Regions from separate parts of the Mus musculus genome. Here region 1 is linked to region 2. The links are chromatin contacts, called in public promoter capture Hi-C maps. All regions are on one chromosome and are shown on one strand. Each heading gives the region's core, a stretch centred on a gene start, on an enhancer-like site or on the middle of the called end of the contact. The rest is flanking DNA. Distances are from core to core; before and after follow the strand shown. Region 1 holds the start of Pign (phosphatidylinositol glycan anchor biosynthesis, class N). Region 2 holds the start of Ppip5k2 (diphosphoinositol pentakisphosphate kinase 2).

Region 1 (6,616 bases), core at 3,955-6,454, 7.9 Mb before region 2:
TAGCATATATGCAGGCAGAACACACTCATACACACTAAATGTAAAAGGAAAAATATTAAAAATGGTTATTACCAAGTAAAAACAGCAAATATTGGTGAAGATGTGGGGAAAGAGGAAGCCTTATATACTATTGATGGAAATGTATGCTCATACAGTCATTATGGAAGTCATTGTGGAAGCTCCTAAAAAAATGCAATAGAGCTATCATATGACCCAGCTGTGCCACTTGTGGGTATATAAACCTGAAATATTGTCAACACACCATAGAGATCCTTGCCCAGTCACAGTTATTTCTATATTACTCATAACAACAACAACAGCAACAACAACAACAACACACACACACGCGGAAGACAAATTTTTGTAGAAAGAAAAATGAAATCATGGTATCTGCAGGAAAGTGGATGAACTGTAGTTTACTATGTTAAATGAAATAATTCCGATTCAAAAAGACAAATACCATATTTTCTCTCATCCACGGTCTTTAGATTTAAATTTATTTATGTACATATGACTATATGTATGTAAAAAAGAAAAATAGAATTAAAAAGGGGACCATGGTAGGCAGAAGAAATTATAAAGGGCTGTGAGGGAGAGGAAGTAATGGAATACATGTGACATAAAAGCAGAAGGGAGGGCAATTTAGAGGGAGGGAAGGGGCCAAACCAACAAGAGAGTAGCAGGGAGAATTGGTGGGTAGCAGTGAGTAAAAGGGAATGGATACAAATAAAGTATAGCAGCATAGATGTATGAAATTCCATTATAAAACCCATTACTCTGTATGCTAAAAAAGTAGGGACAGTGAGCTACCTCAAGTGGGTAAAAGTGTGACAACCTGAGTTCCATTCCTAGAACTCATGCAGAAATAGAAAGAGAAAATTAAAATCTGCATAGTTGTCCTCTGGCCTCTGCTTGTGAGTACATACAAATATACATTAAATAAATAAAAAAATTTAAATTAATTTTACTAGTTATCTTGCATTGAGGCTTTCACACCCTCTGCCTTCCTCCATCTATTTTTGAAAGTTCCACATATGCCTTTTTATTTGTGACACATTCCCTTAACAACTATGCTTATATACCTTGCCTCTCTACTACATGCTAATTCATTTCATACTACTTATTTGTCTGTTTGTTTTTCAAGACAAGGTTTCTCTGTGTAGTCATGGCTGTCCTGGACCTTGCTCTGTAGACTAGGCTGGCTCCAAACTCAGAGATCTGCCTGATTCTACCTGCTGAGATTAAATCTGTGCACCATGACACTGGTTTCATTTCATACTTTTTGATCTTATCTATTTCTGCTAATATTTTATATCTTGTACATAGGATTACTTCACATTTGTATCCCAATACAAGGAAATTTATAAATCTGTATCAGTAATAATAGTAAAGTAGGGGAAAAATAAAGTAAAAGGAAAGATAAGATGACAAGATCAAGGCATAGGATAAGGGTAAAACTGGTGGTTCAGATGCAAGCTTCAAGTATGAACCACGGTAGCACACAAATACAGAACCAAGAGATGGCAGAAATTACATAAAAAAATCTGATGACATTACTTTGAGCAATCTTATACCTCCACAACAGGACTAGCAGGTTTTAAAAACAAACTGACTTGTAATTTTTGAAATGGGCGAGACAATTGGGAAGGCTACACCCATGCTTACAACTTTTATTCTCCCTTAGGCTGAACCATGCATGCTGTCACCAGAAATATCACATGCAACCATGTAGCTAAGTTTCTTGATCAACAAACTAATTTGGCCTTCTTAGACTATTTGATTGAGAATAGTTGATAAATGTGCATGGATCTGGTTAATATAGAAACTCACAAATGATCAGGGAATATCAGTGGAGTGCAAATGAGAAAATTATACCATACACCCCTAACCCCACCAATGTCTTTCAATAGGCTGTTGCAAAAGAGGGGCTCTGAAAGACCCTAAGAGCCAGAGGTTAGTGAGGACCAGAGCAAAAGAGTGTCTTTTGGACATCACCGGAATGTGGCACCCATGAACTCACAGCAGCTAACCAGCACAAGATCAAGCCAATCAACAATGAGCAGGGAGGGACTCACAGGTCCACACAATTACCTGAGGAGCCAGGGAGACAGTTGGTGGCTTCTCAGGAAGAGTCAGTTCTTTAAGGGCATGGCCTATGGTAGAGTAACCATGCTCCAGTGAATGGGCTCACATCCTTGAGTATATGGGTACCATATAGGACTTGGTGGGTTATTTAAAAAGAAGAGAGGGAGACATGAAGATGATGAGTGAGGAGTTAGGGAAAGAAACAGAAGATAGATATGATCAAAATATAGTATTAAGTTCTGGAAGATTTTTTAAAATTCTGTTAAAAAACATTCTTGGTTCCCTGTGGAGGCTTAGCTGATGATCCTGGATTGCTTTAAATCACATGCATTGTGATTGTCTTAACTTTGAGTTTAATGCTGCAGTGTGACTACCTGGATGAAATAGGAGTGATGCTCCTTTCAGATCATTCATATCCTCTCACCTTAACACAGTGCAATGTTTTCTCAATTCCTCCATTACGTTATTCTTTATCACCTCACTTGCCTTTTGTGTTAATTGGCCATTTTGAGTGAAGACCTACTCTGATTACTTCACTTGATCATATACTGAAAAAAAAACTTAACTTTTGCTCAGTTGTGTCCTGAAGCAGACATAATATATAGCTGTGGTAAAAATCAATATTATGATAGAGATCTAGGTTCAAATATTAGATCTGCCACTTAAATGATAAAATATAAAAAATATAAAAAGTCTTCATTTCCCAGTTAGTAGTCATGCCGTCAACACTCCCCCTCATTTCTGAAAAATGAGAGAGCGGCAAGAACTCCAAGCTAATAACTAAAACGAATCAAATACAAAAACCAAACAAACAAAAAAACCAAAGAAACCCTAAAGGCTATGATGTAGGTTAAAACTAAGTCTGGGCCAGGCGGTGGTGGCGCACGCCTTTGATCCCAGCACTTGGGAGGCGGAGGCAGAGGCAGGTGGATTTCTGAGTTCAAGGCCAGCCTGGTCTACAAAAGTGAGTTCCAGGACAGCCAGGGCTATACAGGGAAACCCTGTCTCATCTTCCCCCCCCCCCCCCCAAAAACAACTAAGTCTGGGATGTACATAAAGTAATATATATATAAAATAAGTGAAAATTTGAGTCCCAGTGAGATAGTTTGTCAGGTGACAATGTTAGATAATTTAGACATTATAAAAGAAGGAAATGTGCTTAGGATTACTCTGATAGAGAATTCACCCTTCCCAGTGTTATGACATCAAACTTTAGCAACTTCAAGCCTCTGGTATCATGCAAAAGTATAGACATTTAGAAATCAATCAGGCTTATTTATTAGTAAATTCCAGTTGGGTTCACAGAACCAAAGTATTAGCATTAGTATGGAAAAATTTGATGCCTCTTAAAGATGACAGTGAGAATTCTCATTAAAGCTTATATATAAATAATGACTAGGCCAGTGATTACTCTGCTAAAAATGAATGATTGTAGCAAGAAAAGAAAGAAAGAAAAAAAAAGAAAATAAGTGAGAGTCACTTATTCAGAGAAAAACAATCCTTCCCAGTGCTATGTTGAAAAGAAAGCTGGTAAAAGATCCTTGGTCTGTTTGTTCCACAGCTTTCCTGTATACGGAATACTATTGAAATTGGGGTAGTGAAACTGATTTCAAACAGAAAACATTCTATGAAGCAGACACATCTCATTTCCTTCTTTTTATTAGCATATATTAATGATACAAAATAATGGAAAAGCAAAGACAAAAGATCTTCAGTGGATTGAACTTCAGTACAGAGGGCTGACATTTCCTGTTTGTTCTTTTTCTTGAGTCAAAGAATTACTAAGAAACATTTTATTTCCTCGTAGTGTGATTCAACAGCCTGGGGAAAAAAGGAAAACTGCCTAGAGAAAAATGCCCAGGCAATAAGGAAGCTTTCTAGAGTGCCATAATACTCAATAAACTGGAAACCCTGATGTTATAGGTCCCAACACCAACGGGGAGCCAGGAGCTGTACAACACCTGCCAAAGATCGGAAACCAATGCAAAGAAGAGCTACAGCAGGATCTTTCTGTTTGCAGTACACAGGACACCTCGCATCTCACTCAACATACTCTCCCTTCTCAAGACGACCCTAGACTCAGTACCCGCCCACAATCCCCTTCAGCTGCACTCCAACTCTAATCCCCCATCTGCAGGTGTGACAGGCGACGCCTACTTACTGAGCTGTCCTCCGCCCGACGTCGTACTCGGTTCCCGACCTCCAGCGCCTCCGACGATGGAGGCGCCAGGGATCCCGGGCGCCCCCATCCCTGGGGGGGTCCCACTCTGCCTCTCGAAGTTGCCAGGATTGGAGAAGTAATCGCGCAGTCGTGGTAGCTCGCGGCCGCTCTCCAACAGCTCGGTGTGCAGCTCCAGGGCGGTCAGCAAGTATTGATCGCGCAACAGCTGAGCGGCGATGGCATCGATTGACAATCGGGCAGGGGTCTCCCCGCTGCCCCCCGGAGCCGCCGGGGCGGCGGACATCTCCACAGCGAGCCCCGGCCGCGCGCTGCTTCCCAGGGCCATGGGGTCCTGTGGCGACAGGGAGCCTGCAGAACCAGGATCTAGGCCGACCCCGGCACCCAGCCGAAGTCCTGCCCGCCGGTCCTCGGTTGCCGCTACCTCGTCGTCGTCCTCATCCGAATCACTGAGGAAAGGATTTACTCCGCTACCACTGCCACCACCTCCGGGCGCCATCGCCGCCATCTTATTCTGTCAGGAATGTGGGTGCTTCCCTGCTTGGCCCGACAGGCCCTCAGCCTGAATCCCCGTTAGGTCCCGAGAGCCGCCGACCACCTAGGCAGCCCAGGCCGACCGCACCTCTCCTCACCTAGAGCCTAGGCCGGACTGGGAGGCAGGAGCCCGGTATGCAGCAGCACCTCCCGTCTCAGCCGCTGCTGCACCAGTAGCCGACTCTGCAGGCGTCTTCCTGGTCCCTAGTCTCGCGAGAACTGGCTTGGTCCCATCTTCGCCCCGCCCCGTCCCCGCCTCAGCCCCACCCACCTCTGGCCTTGGAGTGGCAAGATCGAAGGAACCGCTCCAGGCTCAAACATAAGACCCCGCCCACAAGCTCTCGAGGATTGGCTGGAGTTACAGGACCTGGCCAGAGAGTTATCGCGAGAGCAGCGAAGGCCTGGGGCAGGTTGGGGGCGTTCCCTGGAGCAGTAGAGGTGGAGGTCGCTGAGGGGTACGATTTGGCTGTGGTTTTTGAGGGTTGAAGGGAACCCTCCCGACATCTTTCACCGCCCTGGGTCCTGCCTTCGTTCTGAGGAGGTCCCGTTCCCAAGACTGGGCCTGAGCCGGATAGTTCTCAGGTAAAGTCCCGGGACCCTTGCACTTAAGGTGTTCCCACGCCCGCTTCTCCCTTCACGCTTCAGTTTTTTGTCGCTGTTTGCTGTCACCGCCCAGATAGCAAGTGCTCTGAGCAGCGGTCAGAATCTGGCTTCTTTGCTCTTCCCTAGTTTCCCAGCCATCTGCTCTCTCCCCTGGAGATCTGGCGACGGCATGGCCTCCTTGTGGTTAAGGAGGGCGCCTTCCCGCCCCCTCCGTCCGGGAATAGGACTTAGAAAGCTGAAGGGTGCAGATAGAGCCTGGACGGAAGTTGCAACATTTGAGTTTCGAGATGCCTTTACACTCATCTGTGAACAGCCTGGTCTTGGACGACAAACTAAGTAATATGTAAACCCATGGAAATTAACATACACTTTACATCAAAGGAACTTTTCAAACTATCAGCGCTATCTCTTCAGTACAACTAAGTTGTCTGGGCCGCTTCAGTGGCCTGGTCATGTCCACTGCACTAGGACACATTCGTTGGAACAAGTATCACCTATCTTTTGTCCAAAACCATTCTTTTCCACAATCCCCTGAAACCTTGCTAAGTCCATTTAGGCTAGAATCGAGGTTTTCTTTATGGATCAATCAAATTTTAGCGATTTAAAAAATTGTACTCTGTAGAGAGATTTGATGGCCTTTATGAAACATTTAGCACATAACTATACTCGTAGGTTTGGAATATCATTTATCCTTTATGCTATTCCTTGATTGTAGTTTGAGGTGATAAGAAGTTTCCCTGTCGCTATTAGACTCCTAGCCCTCATATCTTCTATTTTGTTAAACATAGAATGCCACTTTTTCCTGGTTTTAGAATTAAGTTCTTATTAACACCAGGTCCTAACAGACAACAAAATAAATAGCCAACAGTGCTAACCATCTGCTCTGATATATATAATGAAGTATCTCCTTTATCTTTGTGGAAAATAAAAATAGAGCATTGTTATATGACCTCAGGTCTGGTTACCGGTTTACATGTAAAGTATCCCAGCAGTTAAGTGTAGGTTTTAATTTCAGTTTAATCAGTCTCACAGGAAACTAAAATTTCATTTGAATGAGGCTCTGAAATGCTTTCTTTGGTTGGTATTACTATATAGTTATTATTTGGGCTTTTTAACAGGAGCTTTTAAAGTATGTTACATGTGATATGAAGGTGGGAGGGGGAATACTGGAGGTTGGGGTGGGTGGTTTAAATGAGCATAGGAGACCGGGAGATG
Region 2 (6,442 bases), core at 510-3,009:
CATGTAGTGCCGCACCCGTTCATACCCCACCAGAACTGAATAAGAGCTCCCTTCCTCCCACCTCTGCATGCTTTTGTCATTTTGTTATTTGACCTCTTAAGGATGGTGACCTTAATGGCCTAAGATGAAATTTCAAATTTGTCTTAATCTGCATTTACCTAGTGGATAAAGATGTTTAACAGTTTTAAAACATAGTTTCGATGACATGTATTTCTCTTTTGAGAATTTTTCACTCAGTCCTTTACCCACTTATAAAACTGGATTCTGTATTTTTTCCTTAGTATTTTGATTTCTCTGCACATTCCAGGCAGCAGTCTTCTACTAGTGGGAATGGTTTTTCCCTACTATGCAGGGTATCTTTTCACTCAAATGTTTCCTTTGCTGTACAGAAGCCTCTCAATTGTGAGAGCTGCCCACATTAGCTACCGTGTCACTGTTACTATAAAATGAGCAGGAAAGGCACCAAGGAGAATGGTTTATTCTGAGTCACAGTTGGACAGCCCTGTGTCCCATGATAGGGAGGCCGGTCAGCTCGGGTGAGGCAGCTGGGCATATGCATTCCGTTAAAAGCTGAGCACCAAAGTGTTGCAATTTCATCAGGATATTTGATTAGGTCTTTACAGCATGTTCCTCGTACAACGTTAAGAACAACAAATATTTTTACCAATACTTATTGCTTAACATCTATAATTTTGTCTTGCGTAACCAATGAAAACAATTAACTATTCTTTTTATTTTTAGCATGAAGCTACTATTAAAGCCAATGAAAGGTTACACAGTAAGTTTGTATTCTAACTTCAAAACACAAAAGTTGTAATGTTTTAATAAACACAGGATTGTGGGATTAGGGTTCCGACTTTTGAATTATTCTGCTTTAATCTCTGAAAACTGAACCCGTACAATTATATATTAACTGGGAGGAGGCAGGGATAAGCCTGAGGCGGCAATACTTCAGACCATACCCTGCCTCTTTTCCCTTTATTTCCATATGCATACAGATAAAGCCGCACAGGACAAATTCAGGTCCATTTTGAAAATTGAGATTTTTTTAAAAAGTGTATTTTCCCTTTAGAGCTTTAAGGTCCCCACCCCACCCCCCTTGAGCTCGTTCCTTTACACAGGTGTACGTTTTCACACTGAATGGTGACTACTATGCAGGACGAAACTCCTCCAGCTTCGGACAAGCGCCGCTGCACTCGAGTTTTGAAGGCAGTCCAGCATTCGCCGCCGCCGGCAAGGGAGAGCTCCGCAAGCTTTTTGACACCTCGTTAACGGACCCCTGAGGGCTAGGTCCCGCTAATCCTTGCCTAAGCAGGAAAAGGACCGTTGACAGCTCAATTATACCGAGTCGCCACCTCCCTGAGCCCAACAGTCCTCGCCTCTTTGCAGCCACCATCCGCGGCGCTGTGCAAGTTCAAGGCCCTCCCGCCCCAAACGGCGCCTGCGCGAAACCTCCGCTAGTCAAACCCGTCCTTAGAGCAGTCGAAGGGGACCGTTTTAAAGTTACTGGAAGGCTACGTCTCCGTTTTTAAAAAAAATGAAGAAAAAAATAAAGAAAAATAGGTATGACAGAACACACTAGAACGACCACTCACCGAAGTGGTCCTAAGTGCAAACGGCAGGTTTTTAACTCTCCTCTCGCGATTTATCTGGTGCTACCGGAAGCGGAACTGCCGGGGGTCGGAGTTCTGGTGGCGCTTGTGGAACAGGAAGGCTCAGGCGGGTCGTTGGTCCGCCGGAAACTGTTCCGGCCGGTGCAGTTTCCGTGGGAGCCCTGTGGAGGGCGGGCAGGGAAGAGGCGTGTCGGAGGCTCCTGAGGTGTGCCAGTGCCAGCGGTTCCGCGGTGGCCGGCGAGGGAAGCTTCAGGTCCACGCCTCCGAGAGCCGCCTCGGCACAAGCGTCCTTCCCTCGCCCCCGCAATTAAAGGGGGAGGAACCGAAACCTGGATGGGCTCAAGCATCTCCCGCAGATCGCTTGCTGCCCGCAGCCACGGCAGGTGAGGACCGGGAGAGGCGACATCTCCGGCAGCCCGAGGCTCGCCGCCGCCTCCAGGTGTTTGCTTTGTCTCTGCTCCACGGTGCGGATGCGGGACACGTGGTCTTGCAAGAGCCACGGACAGTCGCGGAGGGCAGCGTGCTTGTGGACGAGTGACAGAACATCCCCAGGGTCCCTTTCAGGCTTGATTTCTCCTCCGCTTCCCGAGTCGCTTCCTCTTTTCATTTCTAGAGTTTGAAAAGCCCGAAATTGCAGTCCCGCTAGTTAGGGAGCTACCCACGTTCGACTTGTATTTGGATCTCCGTTCACCGAGGGGTGCGCCGTTGTTTGGCTTCTTCTGTGGGGAGAGGTGTCTGTTTCATTCCCTATCCTTTGCTCTGCTTGTCTTTGCTTTCCACACCCACTTCCAAAGAACAAAAGCACTGTGTGTGTGTGCACAGCGGCGTTGCAAGGTAAGAGACGAGGTTGCAGGTCAATGCCGCACCCGCGCCTTATCGATTACACAGCGTTGCGTCCTCCCATGTAGATAGTGACCTTTGGATCTCATCCTGGAGGTTCTGGACAACTTCCTGAGAGTTACCATTCTTGAGGTTTGTGGTAATGGTCGTTTTGCTTTTTGCGTCCTGGAAGACACAGAAGTAGGAAGCATGGCTGACTTAAGCATTAGCCTATACCGGGGCAGGATTTTGTTTCACTATTACAGTTTTTTTTTTCTAACTGAAACCCGTGGTTTTTGAGCAATAATATAACGATAGCTGATATTAGTGTGTAACAGTACCACATGGTTTGCACATATATTGTCATTCATCCTTTCAAGAGGCTCGTGAAGGTTGTTAGGTTATTATATTTTTAAGCCGGAAAATGGAAAGTTAGTGAGGTAGTGGAACTTACCCTGGTTACATTTTGCCACAGGAAAACCTTTGAGTGTTTACTAGAAACTAGATCTGAATCCAGCATCTGTATTCTATTGTCCTGCCATTGCTCTTGTTATTCCAGTTTCTTCACTAACTATCAGAGGTTATGCATCCATAGTGTGCTTGTGTATATGTGTGTGACAAATGACAGTCGTGATCTTTCTGCAAATTCTGTATGTGCTGTAGAATTACATATTTCAGACTGTCGAATGTATTTTCTGCAGCATAGGCTATTTTTTGAAAAGGCAAGTGGAAAAACTGATGACTAGAAGGCTCATAATTGTACAATGCTTGCTATCTCAGTTTTTAGGTAATTATAAAGGTATTAAATTTAACAATTGATAGACTATTGAATCTAATACTAGGCATAAGAGTAGTTCATTTAGTTTTTCTGATAATTTGAAATGTTTGATAATTAGAAACAAAACCCTGAGCACTCACATCATTGTCAGGTGTGAAACAGATCATTGGGAAAGGTACGTATGGAGCACAAGGAGACAAAAAGGTTAAGAAATGTGTTTGGGGTTTGGTAGATGCATGAGAAGAGTCTGGGAAGCATTCTTTGAAGTCTTCCAGTTTATTTCAGGAATAGGAACTACCTCTAAAATGGCAATAAAATCCAAACCAAAAAGCTAACTCAGCAGAAAGGTAAATTCCAGGCAGAAATGCTGACTCAGCAGAAAGAGGTATACCTTTTGAAGAGGGAGAGGAATCAGTCATTTGCCAAAGTTGTATGGAACTTGGAACTGTCTTGGTTTATATAATCGAAAAACCTATTCTAGCTTGCCTTTCCTAGCAGGAAGAAACCAATATTTAACACTTTTTATGTAACTTCTTCCTAGTGCCTTGGAATTTAGCTATCATTTATAATAAAGTTTCCACTAGAAAATGCTTTGGGATCTCAGGAAAACCAGTTATGTGTTTGTATTCCGGTTGAACAGCAGTTGATGGAGCTCCAGTTTCCTTTTTAATTTTTTTATTTTTAGTGGAAATTTACTAATTCCGGGGCTGGACTTCTGGACTTTAGTGGAACCTATGGAAAGATAGCTTGGGGGACTTTTGTAAGGGAACTCTAGATACTATACAGGACTGATGGCTTATTCGGGGTGTTAATTTAAGGAAGAGGCAGCTCAAGCCAGAATGAGTAAACATATGAGAGAGAGGACTGTTTGTCCAGGGCAGTAGGTCGTCCGGTGTGGAGCAGCCAAGTAAAACTGGAGCCTTGAAAAAGGTCTCCACAAAGACCATCAGAAGAGGATCTGCACAGGCAGCCTTCGCTAGAAGGTTCATTCTAAACTGAGTTGCTTATGTTTGTTTTTTGCCAGTTAAAGTCAGAAAAATCTTATTTATAACCATAGTTAACCAGTTATAGAAACAGCTAATGTTTACAGAGTCCTTACTGCATGCTAGCTGTTCTGGCCGCCTGCGTTCTCATTTAATCTTCAAAACTGTATGTGATGTATAACCTCATTCTGTCTGCTGCCTAGAGCTGCTAAGGAATTTTGGGGTGGGGAGCAAGAGTTAAAGTTAAATTTTCAAGAGTGGAGCAGTTCTTACGGTGAGATTCCAAGCAATGTCAGCATCACCTTGGAATTTTAGGAAGGCAAAATATTGCACTCAACCCTAGACCTTACAGTTTAATAGCTCCAGTCCACCAAGTGGTTCTGAGAGATGTTAAGGTTTCCTAGTTGCTGTTTGCCATGTGAGGAAACTAGTAAACTAAAACACATTTCGATTTTTAACTAGTGTTAAGTCTCAAACCTAGCTGCCTGTCAGTTCATTAAAATATAAATTCTCTACTTAAGAATTTCTGATCAAAGCTTTTTGTGATAGGCCAGTAATATGTTTATTATTATGATGCAACCAGTTTATTTGAGGACCATTGCTACAAAAGCAATCTTAAAACTAAAGAAAGGTTCAATTCTGATATTTGAATAATCCATGAATACTTCAGACTAGGCATTTAATATCACTTTGGAGCTCGTGACTGAACATTGATCAAATTGTTGAGTATTGTGTGATGCTATGGCTATAGGCAGTGGAAGTTGTAGGATTTCAAGTGAAATAATCATTGAGAATGTTCTAGATCTCCTCAGATTCACCTTAAATTTCATTTTGTGAGAAACCATATACCACATGAGAGGGAAAATATACTCCATATTTTCTTAGAATTTATTGAACATTTACACTGTGATAAAGAACAATGAAGTTCTGTTTTACTGGTGGTGGTTGTTTTTATGTTTGTGTTGTCATTGTTGTTCCTTGTATTTGTGACCTTAGATTTAAACAGACCTGGCTTTGCACGTTTTTTTTATTAACTATTTGATAACTGATTGATTAACATAGTTTAGATTATTGGAAGACTTGAACCTCACCTGTTCAGTACTATTGAAATGATAGGCATTTATCTATGTACTTCAAGTATTTATAAATAATCCAAAGATGGTTGAGAGACCATTCATTTGCAAAGTAGTTATTGCTTCCTTTTTGTTTTTTTGTTTTTACATTAAGACATCTATCGAAAATGTATCAAAGGGAAAACTAAAGATAGTGTTGCTCATTATCTGAGTAGGACGTTAAAGCTATCTGAATGGCTCAGACAATTTGTTTGTGTGCCTAAACTGCATTCATTGTTGAGCGACATGTTAGGAAGCCCTGCATGTAAAAACTAAGTATTTAACATATAAAAACATAACTTCTCTTAAGCTTTATGGTTTGGAGAGTTATATAAAATCCATGCTGTTCTATAATAAGAGGACGGTAGATGACCAAGGTCAAATGAATGAAGAAATCTTGGAAGCTGGTAAATATTGTGGAGGAGTAGTTATTATTTGACATAAGCCAAGCATCGGTAGGATGGAGATTCTGCTTCTTCAGCTTTTATCCTTCTTCATTATAGGAGTGTACTGGCTGGGTTTGTGTGTCAACTTGACACAGCTGGAGTTATCACAGAGAAAGGAGCCTCCCTTGAGGAACTCCCTCCATGAGATCCAGCTGTAAGGCATTTTCTCAAGTAGTGATCAAGGATGGGAGGGCCCAGCCCATTGTGGGTGGTGTCATCCCTGGGCGATAGACTTGGGTTCTATAAGAAAGCAAGCTGAGCCGAGCGATGGTGGTGAAGGCCTTTAATCCCAGCACTTGGCACTTGAGAGGCAGAGGCAGGGGGATTTCTGAGTTTGAGGCCAGCCTGATCTACAGAGTGAGTTCCAGGACAGCCAGGGCTACACAGAGAAACCCTGTCTCAAAAAACCAAAAAAATTAAGTAAGAAAGAAAGAAAGAAAGAAAGAAAGCATGCAAGCAAGCTGAGCAAGCCAGTAAGAGGCCACCCCTCCATGGCCTCTTAAGGATTGCAATTAAGTGATTGGATGAATCTCAGAAGAGACTTTGAACTTTTGACTTTTACCATTATTGAGACTGCTGTAGACTATGGGGACTTCAGAAGTTGGACTAAATGTATTTTTTATTATGCTATGTTTACATATGGCCCCCATAGACTCATATGTTTGGACAAGCCTCTGGGGACCAGGGAGTA

The links. Promoter capture Hi-C pulls out the DNA fragments that hold promoters and counts their contacts.
Region 1: a contact with region 2 is called in a promoter capture Hi-C map of pre-B cells. The contact joins the promoter of Pign here to the promoter of Ppip5k2 in region 2. A contact is called at or near these places in 5 of 39 promoter capture datasets (the C10 cell line, cranial neural crest, hippocampal neurons and 2 more).

The regions. Positions count from the first base shown.
Region 1 is chr1:105,662,264-105,668,879 of GRCm38.p6, reverse strand. It overlaps Pign (phosphatidylinositol glycan anchor biosynthesis, class N), which reads left to right and starts at 5,204. Exons shown (of 31, transcript NM_013784.3): 1 at 5,204-5,380. It overlaps Relch (RAB11 binding and LisH domain, coiled-coil and HEAT repeat containing), which reads right to left and starts at 5,019. Exons shown (of 29, transcript NM_173187.4): 1 at 4,247-5,019. The coding sequence starts at 4,772.
Region 2 is chr1:97,765,409-97,771,850 of GRCm38.p6, reverse strand. Ppip5k2 (diphosphoinositol pentakisphosphate kinase 2) reads left to right here and starts at 1,759. Exons shown (of 28, transcript NM_173760.5): 1 at 1,759-1,996. It overlaps Gin1 (gypsy retrotransposon integrase 1), which reads right to left and starts at 1,679. Exons shown (of 8, transcript NM_026250.3): 1 at 1,596-1,679.